3 separate regions of the Anser cygnoides genome follow, and all the other regions are linked to region 3. Evidence: chromatin contacts called from public Hi-C data. All regions are on one chromosome and are shown on one strand. Each heading gives the region's core, a stretch centred on a gene start, on an enhancer-like site or on the middle of the called end of the contact. The rest is flanking DNA. Distances are from core to core; before and after follow the strand shown. Region 1 overlaps ENO1 (enolase 1). Region 2 overlaps SLC25A33 (solute carrier family 25 member 33). Region 3 holds the start of SPSB1 (splA/ryanodine receptor domain and SOCS box containing 1).

What was found. Hi-C and Micro-C count contacts between places; a contact is called where the count stands out from the background.
Region 1: a contact with region 3 is called in a Hi-C map of liver, with 15 times the contacts expected there. The contact joins the enhancer-like site here to the promoter of SPSB1 in region 3. A contact is called at or near these places in 2 of 7 Hi-C or Micro-C datasets (both in liver).
Region 2: a Hi-C map of liver shows a contact between it and region 3, with 7 times the contacts expected there. The contact joins the enhancer-like site here to the promoter of SPSB1 in region 3. A contact is called at or near these places in 2 of 7 Hi-C or Micro-C datasets (both in liver).

Annotation. Positions count from the first base shown.
Region 1 is chr23:4,501,881-4,504,805 of Taihu_goose_T2T_genome, reverse strand. It overlaps ENO1 (enolase 1), which reads right to left. Exons shown (of 12, transcript XM_048067332.2): 8 at 2,559-2,756; 9 at 2,121-2,322; 10 at 1,621-1,729; 11 at 1,133-1,191; 12 at 170-635. The coding sequence ends at 566. Among named protein-coding and RNA genes, the nearest start is that of ENO1, 11 kb to the right of the region's middle. Within about 2 kb of position 1,270, at least 1 of the 3 cell types and tissues checked has open chromatin away from gene starts, as enhancers often do. A contact at or near this core is called in liver, where this site is marked.
Region 2 is chr23:4,274,303-4,277,002 of Taihu_goose_T2T_genome, reverse strand. SLC25A33 (solute carrier family 25 member 33) reads left to right here. Exons shown (of 7, transcript XM_048067300.2): 3 at 717-794; 4 at 2,234-2,334. Among named protein-coding and RNA genes, the nearest start is that of TMEM201, 10 kb to the right of the region's middle. Within about 2 kb of position 1,377, at least 1 of the 3 cell types and tissues checked has open chromatin away from gene starts, as enhancers often do. A contact at or near this core is called in liver, where this site is marked.
Region 3 is chr23:4,383,074-4,385,949 of Taihu_goose_T2T_genome, reverse strand. SPSB1 (splA/ryanodine receptor domain and SOCS box containing 1) reads left to right here and starts at 1,269. Exons shown (of 3, transcript XM_066982103.1): 1 at 1,269-1,424.

The DNA.
Region 1 (2,925 bases), core at 21-2,520, 120 kb before region 3:
GCACGTACTTACAGCTAATTATTCGTGTATTTGTCACAAAGCAATTTAAGTCCACCCCCAAAGCACAGTGATTAGTCCAACTCTCACTCTGCACCCTGAAACAGGACACACTTATGCAGACACAGGTACCCCTCTTCCTCACCCCCCCCAAAGCAACTCAAAGCCACACTTTGTTGGGTTGTTTGATGCTTTTTATTTATCACATGTAAAAACACTACTATCTCTGTTTGTAGGTACCTCTTGCTGTCCTGCAAGTCAAACAGCTCCAAACATCAAAGACCAGACAGGCAGAGAAGGGAATTGCTTATGCCCAGCGTCAACGGGTCATGGTTCCGGAGCATGTTTAACACAAAACCTCACTGGGATTGTTCTACAAAAGCAGATTGTTACAAGTAACAGATCAGAGCTGGTGGAAACACTAGGTGAAGGAGTCATCTAGGGAGGGAGAGGACCTGCAAACCGGTCTTTTTCCTTCAGCTGCCCTCATCTTTCTAATACGGGTAATTGTGATCTAAGTAGGTGACTAGTGCTTTAAACCAGAACAGGGGTGTCTGATCCACGCAGCTTAGTTGATGCGAGGGTTCCTGAAGTTTCTTCCAGCAAAGCGGGCCTTGCTGCCAAGCTCCTCTTCAATTCTGAAGACAAGGGAAGAAAAAGCTGAGTGAGCAGAACTGCATTGGCACAGCCGCTGACCTTACACCAAACCACCTGATCTAAGAGGCACTGAGGGTACCATCAGGGTCACCAGTCAGTTTCCCCAAGCAACTTGAACAATCACACATTTAGCTGCCCTGGTCAGTAACCCTCACCTTACCCAACTCTGCTCAGACATTTGAAACGCTTGCCCAAGGCAACTGCATCATGCAGTCAGAAGGACAACTTCACAGAGACAACGTCACTGAACACTGTGCGAGGCTCCCCTTTTGTGTCTCCATTATGACCATAACCCATTCAACTCATCATTCATCCCACTGCCAGCTCTGCAGGCAGGGCACCAGCCCAAAAGCATTTCTACTAGCATCAGTTTGTCCTTAAGCTGCACAGAAGAGCAAGCTGTGCCCTGAATGCATTAGTGGAGCATCCATTTTATGTCAGGCCTAGCCCTTATCCCTTTGCCCATCTCAAGTCTCACCTCAGCAGCTGGTTGTACTTGGCTAGGCGCTCAGATCGGCAGGGGGCACCAGTTTTGATCTGGAAGGGAAATCAGAAGGTTGGTCAGGAACTATAGCAGAAGTAAGGCCATGAATGCAATTACAAAACTACTCTATTTAGAGTAATAAGCGCAATTACAAGCTTGATTTCAGCACCAGGCTTTGAATACCCGTACACTCAAACATGATAGTGCTCAGGAGCAATAAGGAATGTTCACTTTGGAACAGCTTCCGTATCAAATCCTGACACACCCAATGGAGTTCACTTTCAGAAGTTTAATTGATGGCTAAAGGTGAGTTTACACAAGATAACATGCTCCCATGTCACAGTCCCATTAGGCAGATCAGCTTCCTGTACATAGGAGCAGGAAGTCTTCATGCCTTAAGTCACAGCAGACCCCACCTGCTATGCACCATGGCACTGTCTAATCAGACAAGGAAGCGAACTACAGCAGGTACAGACACCAACCTGACCAGTGCAGAGGCCGACCACCAGGTCAGCAATGAAGGTATCTTCTGTTTCTCCAGAGCGGTGACTCACCATCACGCCCCAGCCATTGGACTGGGCAAGCTTGCAGCTGGAAGAAAGACAGGCAAAGCGTCACACCACCCTATTTGCATAGCGACCTTCGCTCTAATGCTGCTGCCAAGCACCAGGTATTCTCTGCTTTGGCAAGACAGAACTGCCCTTTGGTATGTCAGGGCTAGAATCACGTGAAAACAGTGATAACAAGCTGCTTTTACACATGCTTAAGCAGTGTTCGACGCGCCCATGTGACTTCAAGGCCATGAAGGTACAGGCTTGCTTGCCAATAGCCTCTATGAGTTACCTTTTAGTCGCCTCACTAATGTCCGATCAGATTTCTATTGCACTGTTCTCTACGTTCATCCCCCTCAATTACACAGTCCCCCTCTCATGCACTCAAGGATCCCCCTCCGTGACATGGCTAAGAAGGGAGAACAACTTACGCTTGTAGGGACTCTGTCACCGATCCGATCTGGTTGACCTTGAGGAGGAGGCAGTTGCAGGATTTCTCCTCCACTGCCTTGGCAATACGCTTCGGGTTGGTCACAGTCAGATCATCACCAACCACTTGGATGCCAACGCTGCCAGTGAACTTCTTCCAGGCAGCCCAGTCATCCTGGTCAAATGGGTCCTCGATGGACACCACTAGAGGAAGACAGAAGGAGATTTAACAAAATACCACCATGAAAGGTCAGGCCTGCAGCACGTTGCTAACCCTGCTTTCAAACAAGCATTACCCACCCCAAAAAAACATGGCTACAACTCCTAGAAAGCTGGTTTGTTCTGCTTGTGATCTGCAGACAAGGGAGGCTGCATCCTAAATTATTTCAATCAACCCCTATTTCTCCACAACTATTTTGCTTCCTGGTTGAAGGACTTACCTGGGTAGTTCTTCACAAAGCCCTTGTACAGGTCAGCCAGCTGGTCAGGAGAAATGTATCTGCTGGGATCATCGGGGGATTTGAAGTCCAGGTCGTACTTTCCATCACGGTAGAACTCTGAGGCAGCCACATCCATGCCAATGACAACCTTGTCAGAGTAGCCAGCCTTACCGATGGCAGTCTTCAGCAGCTCCAGGGCTGAAACACAGTTAGGCATTGGTGAGTTCCTGCTCAACACCTCAACACGAAGCTAATCAGTTACCAACAACAGTATATTCACTCGGCCAGGAATCTCCGTTACCCCCTATAGAAAGCCCAAAGGCCACACAAAATGTTAACGCTGCAGCTTCTACACTAATTTAAACAG
Region 2 (2,700 bases), core at 128-2,627, 110 kb after region 3:
GTGGGGAAATGGGTGAAAATGGCTTTGGAAACCTGGACGGGAGCAACTGCAGAATTGCAGGAAAACATCATTTGGTTGTTTTCCTGCTTTAGACCGGGTCATGAGTGTGGCAGTGGTGCACAGGAGTACCTCTGTGCTTGGTGTTTCCTTTGGAAGGATGCTGTGAACTCTTTAGAATGTCCTCAGAACCAGAACAGTTACCCTGAACTGCCTGGGGAGACATAGCTTGTAATATGGTGCTGCATTCAGCTTTCACTCTGGGGAAAAAAATCATGACTAGCTAATTGTGAAAGGGAAGAGGGCTTTTTTTTTTTTTCCCATGTCTCTATACAGGCAACAAACTCCTGAGCTGCTTAAATTGCTTAGATACAGAAAATGCCAAAAATATTCTGTATTCATCAGAGTCAACTAGCATTGGATTCTCCATGAAACTATTTAATTCAGTTCCTGACAGCTTTCAAAGAATGGAAATTATAACCTTCTGTCATACAACACGCATTGGTCTGTAGCACACTGAAGTTTTACAGCACAGTGGCTTTTATCCAGGAGTCTATAATTCTGCTAATTTTCAAGTCTGTTGTGTAGCTTGAGAGCTAACAGGTTCACAACTAATACTTATTTCTTTAGCACAGTTCTTTTGACCACCTGCCAGAACAAGAAATGTAACTTTTAACCCAAATACTACCCATTTTTTTCCCGTTTGTTTTTATTTTAAGGTCAATTCTGGAAAAAGAAGGACCAAGGTCGCTCTTCCGAGGTCTGGGTCCAAACTTGGTTGGAGTTGCACCATCAAGGTAAATAGTTAAACTTTTGCTAAAAGACACGTTTAAGGCACCGACCCGAATGTTGTAGTCTGTGATCGAGAAGAATAGGTCAGAAAATTCTCCCATCTGTAAGCTGAGATTTTTTAAGAGTATCAGACGTGCATATGCCAGCAAATAATTTTTAAAATTTGCTTTATACTTGGATGACACTTTCAGTTACATGTATCAATCACTAAATGTATCCAGAACTTGCTTCTCATCAGTATTCAAATTCTCATCTAAAAAGTGATGAAATGGTATGAAAGTCAGTACCTGTCTTTCTAAAAATGAAACCTGGATCTGACAGGTTTCTCGTATTTTACTGGCTTCTATAAACTTGTGTGTGTGTATCTTAGCTGCTTCTTTTGATCTGTGCTTTCTGTTATCAGTGGAACTTAGTTTATGATGCTATCCTCAAAAACAAAAAGTGGGGGGCAGGGGATATTTTAGCCTAGTACTAAAGGAGAATTTAAATTAAGGTGTAGTTTAAATAAGTCACTTAAGTGGCTTTTGCAATGACTTTATGCTTTAGAAAACAGGGGAAGGTACTGTAGAAATATCTGCAGGGTTAATATTTTAATTTTTCTAATAAGGCCTACCACTTCCCTGTGAATATATAAGTGTTTCCCAGACACTGAGTAGGAGCTAGATGCAAGGTGAAACAGGAATACCTGTCTGGTCCTTGACTGCCTAAATTCTTCTCAAATGAAAAACTGCAGCTGAGGGTCAGGGGGATGGACTTGCAAAGCTGCCACATAACCCCAAAGGTCCCCCCACTCTTTTCTAAACAGTAACAACAAAACTACCTATAGTGGTTGTATTTGGAAGCCTTGCAGGCACCTAATGTTTGGTTTCCACACATACCTATGACTGTCCCGTGCTTGGCAGAGCTGAAGATCTTGTGCCTAGCTAATATTAAAGCACTGACTGTTGCAGATCTTGCTGTGAGTTTTTACTTTTTGCATGCATTATGTAGGGATTTCAGGTGGGTAAAACTGTTTTTCATTTCAGCCCAGGGTTAAGTGTTTAAAGTACAAAGTGCTGCTAAGGCGGCTGTAGCTCTGACCAAGTTTAGGGAAGGCGTAGGCTCAGAGTAGGGATGTGACTTTCCCAAGGTTGCAACGGGTATTTAATGCCAGAGCTGATGTTAGGATTCAATCCAACTTGCTTTATCTGCAAGACCATGTTGCCTCCCATCTCAGACTTGGTATGAAAGGGAAATATTTCTACTTTGTGGCTGATAAGTCAGATAGTGGCATTGTGTTGCAAGGAGAAAAAATGTCTTCATACTTGCAGATGGAAGCAGTCGTATGGAGGCCCCTTTGGAGAAAGAGTCTTGTTCTTCTAGAGGGGGTAAAATAGCAACATGTCTAACTTGATGTCATGAGTATCACATAGATTTTCTTCTCCTGTTTTTTTTTTCCCCACAGAGCTGTCTATTTTGCATGCTACTCCAAAGCCAAAGAGCAATTTAATGGCATTTTCGTACCCAACAGCAATATTGTGCACATCTGTTCTGCGGGTTCTGCAGGTAAGTGTTTGTAATTCATCTTCCGTATGGTCTGCAGCAATACCCCAGTGTCCAGCCCCTCAGCAGTAGCAGGAATGTCTGCATTGGCATCTGCGTGGCTCTGAGATGCACTTTAATTTTTTAAAGTATGTATTGCAAGCTGTTATTGCTTCAAGATGTGTTCTGTCCCTCTCAGTAACTAGAAAGTGAATGGAAAGAATCAGGCAGGGACTGGACTTTCAGTCTGTACAGGACCTGGGCAGATAGACAGGTCTGGACTGAGGGCTGTGGATAATTGTGATTGATAATGTAAATGAATTCAGAGGCAGTATGTGGCTCATTCTGAAACATACATGCAGTTTGTGCTTGTATATGCCAGAAAATATT
Region 3 (2,876 bases), core at 20-2,519:
GAGGAGGGGGTTGTTCAACGAGTTACCACACCTCGGCCTTGGCATTGCAAGGTCCTAGGGAAGATGCAGCCTTATTTCTCCTGACAGTTCGGTGGGTTCAGCACCGTTCCCGACGCCAGTATAGGTCACTGAATGCCCTGCTGTGAGCACCTTGCTGAAGAAGGAAGCTAGCAGTGGGGAGCATACAGTCCCTGGGGCCATGCAATTTCATCTCCACCCATCTGCAGCTACTCGATCTCTTCCTTGTAAGCACTGCTGTTATGTTGCAAGTTGTGCATCGATGCATGGCCCCCGAGTTGTGGCAAAAAGCCTGCAGCCTCCGCAGAGATCCAGCACCTCTGTACACCTGGGAATCGCCTTCCTCACTGCTCGCCTCCTGCAGCCCCTAAGAAGGAGCACTGCAAGGGGAAGAGTGGCTCATTATCCTAATTAGAAGGTAGGTAGGGAGGACACACTTGCACATTTACAGTTAAACCTTGAATTAAGGCCCTGTGCTGCAGCGGAGCTCCAGCAGAGATGAAAGCAAAGCCCTCTGGAAGCAGGGACATACAAATGAGGACGCACAAATGAACCCCGCTCCCTTTTTCAGGTGTGCCCCAAGACCACTAGTGATGAGAAGTGGCCAAGGCCCGTTGTTCATGTCCAATCCCCCAGACAATAACCTCGGTCACTGGCAGGGGCACTCGGTGTGTCCCGGCTCGGATGCCACAATGCCGCCCCCCAAATCATTCTCGCCGCTTCCTGCAGCTCTCGGGTGGTCCCTGGAGCTCTCGCCTAATTTGCACCGAGTCACCAGCGTGTAGCTGCCAGCTGTATTGCTACACACTCTTTTTGTCTGGGAATACCGAAAATGAATCATCTCAAAGGGACATCGCTGACTCAAATTTGTCCCCAAACTCGCTTTGTGCACAAAGTCTCCGACGAACGGAGTTGTGCGTTGCGAAGAGACCCAACGGGGTTGTACTTCCTTGATTTACTTCTGTAAACAAATCGATCAGTTTTTTTAAAAAAAAAAAAAACACAGCAGACACGCGTTGCCCGAAGCCTTTGCCATGCAAATATTACAGCTCGGCGTCAACCGAGGGCCGAACCCCCCTCAGAGAGCCGCCGGTCCCCCTCCTGCCCGCCGAGAGGCCGCCGCCTCGCCGCGCCCAGGCCCGGGGGCTCCTCACGGGCCCGCAGCCGGCCGGGGCCAGGCCCGGGGCCGGGCCCAAGCGGACCCCGGGGGCCGGTCCCGGGGCCGGGGCGGTCTCGGGGCGGATCGGGGCGGGCTGCGGGCGTTATTTGTGCCATGTGACGGCGGGAGGAGCCGCGGCTGCAGCCTGCCCGCAGCCCGCCCAGCCACGGGCGCTGCGCGGCGCGGCCCCGGGAGCAGGCTCCGGCGGGACCCGGCGCGGCCGCTGCCATGGGGCGGCCTGCGGACGGTAGGAGCCGGCGACGGCGGGGGGGGGGGGGGTGTTTCTTCCCTGGGGGTGGCGGCCACCGGGCTGCCGAGGCCTCTCCCCCGCTTCCTTCCCCTCCTTCCCCTTCCCATCCCTTGCAGCGGGGCGCTGCTCCCCGGCCAGCGCGGGCTGCGTGGAACCGGTGCCAGCTTCCCGAAAGATAAAATAAGAATTAAAAAAAAAAAAAAGAGCAAGCGCTGGGCTCAAGCCCGGCTTTGTGACCCGGAGGTGCAGCCGGGGGTGGAGGTGGTGAGCGAGGCTCAGCTCGGTAAGGAGGTCGGGTTGTTTGCTCGGTGGTTGCGGTGCTGCTTTGGTGGTCTCTGGAGCACGGGCCTAATGGATATCGGCCTTTTTCCTACATAAACCCGTGCCAGTGTGATAGGAGCCTGTGTAATCCTCCATCCGAAGTGCCTAGCGTTGCTCGAAGAACAACAGAAGCACGCCGTCTGCTCCCGCTGCTGCAGGATGGACGTGGGCAGTCAGCGCGGCTGGTGAGCGGCGGTGGCCATGCCTGGGCAGAAATCTATGAAGTGAGCCATTGCTCAAGATAAGGAAGTTTACAAAATGATTATAAAGATGGAAGTTGCTGCCTTGGAGATAGATTAGCTTTTCTTTTCCTGATAGTGATGCAGGAAGAGTTTATGACCCTTTTGTCCCAGAAGCAATCTTTCCTCAGCAAGAGACCTGGATGGGGTCAAAGTACCTATCTCAGCCTAGGAAGAAGGCAATTTCTGTGGTGAGTTGATAGGGAAGCTACTGGGAGCGTGGTGGGGCTGTGCTACTGTTTACCAAGTGAATGGCAGCGCTGAGAGGCACTTCACTGGCTTCTGGAGGAGCCCTCCCCGGCCAACCGGCTGCTGGTGCGCCCGTCTCCTCCCTGCTCCGTCAGTGTGCCTGGCCTCCGGCCCTGTCATGGCTCTGGGGCGTTGTGATGATGGTTTCGTAAAGCTGTAGTTTATTCTCCCCCCCCCCCCCCCCCGCCCTTAGTTTTGCTGAAGACAAGGGATGAGCTTGAGCAGTCCTCTGGGGGGCATTGTGTTGTTGCAGTACATCAGCAGCAGGCTTTCGCAGCCGCTCTCCGGCTGGGGAGGTTACTGAATCGCACTATAATGTGACTGAAGTTTGTTTGTAAACTTACGTTAGAGATGTGGTTTTGTGTTCCAGGAACTGGCTAGCTGAGATGTGCGGTGTCTGTGTGGAGTCGGATCGCTGCAGCTGGGTCCGGGATGTGGAAAATGTGCTCTGCTTGCTGCTCTCTTGTCTCGTCCTGGCCTCCTATATTTCCTTTCCTCAAAGTGAAAGCAGTCTGCAAGGGCTGCTTGTCTCCTCGAGTCCCTCTTGTGAGGGATAATTAAATTCATGAAGTCACCTGAATTATAAATCTGTAGATAGTGAGCCAGTCTGCATGCTATGCCAATCTTTGTGATTTGAGTG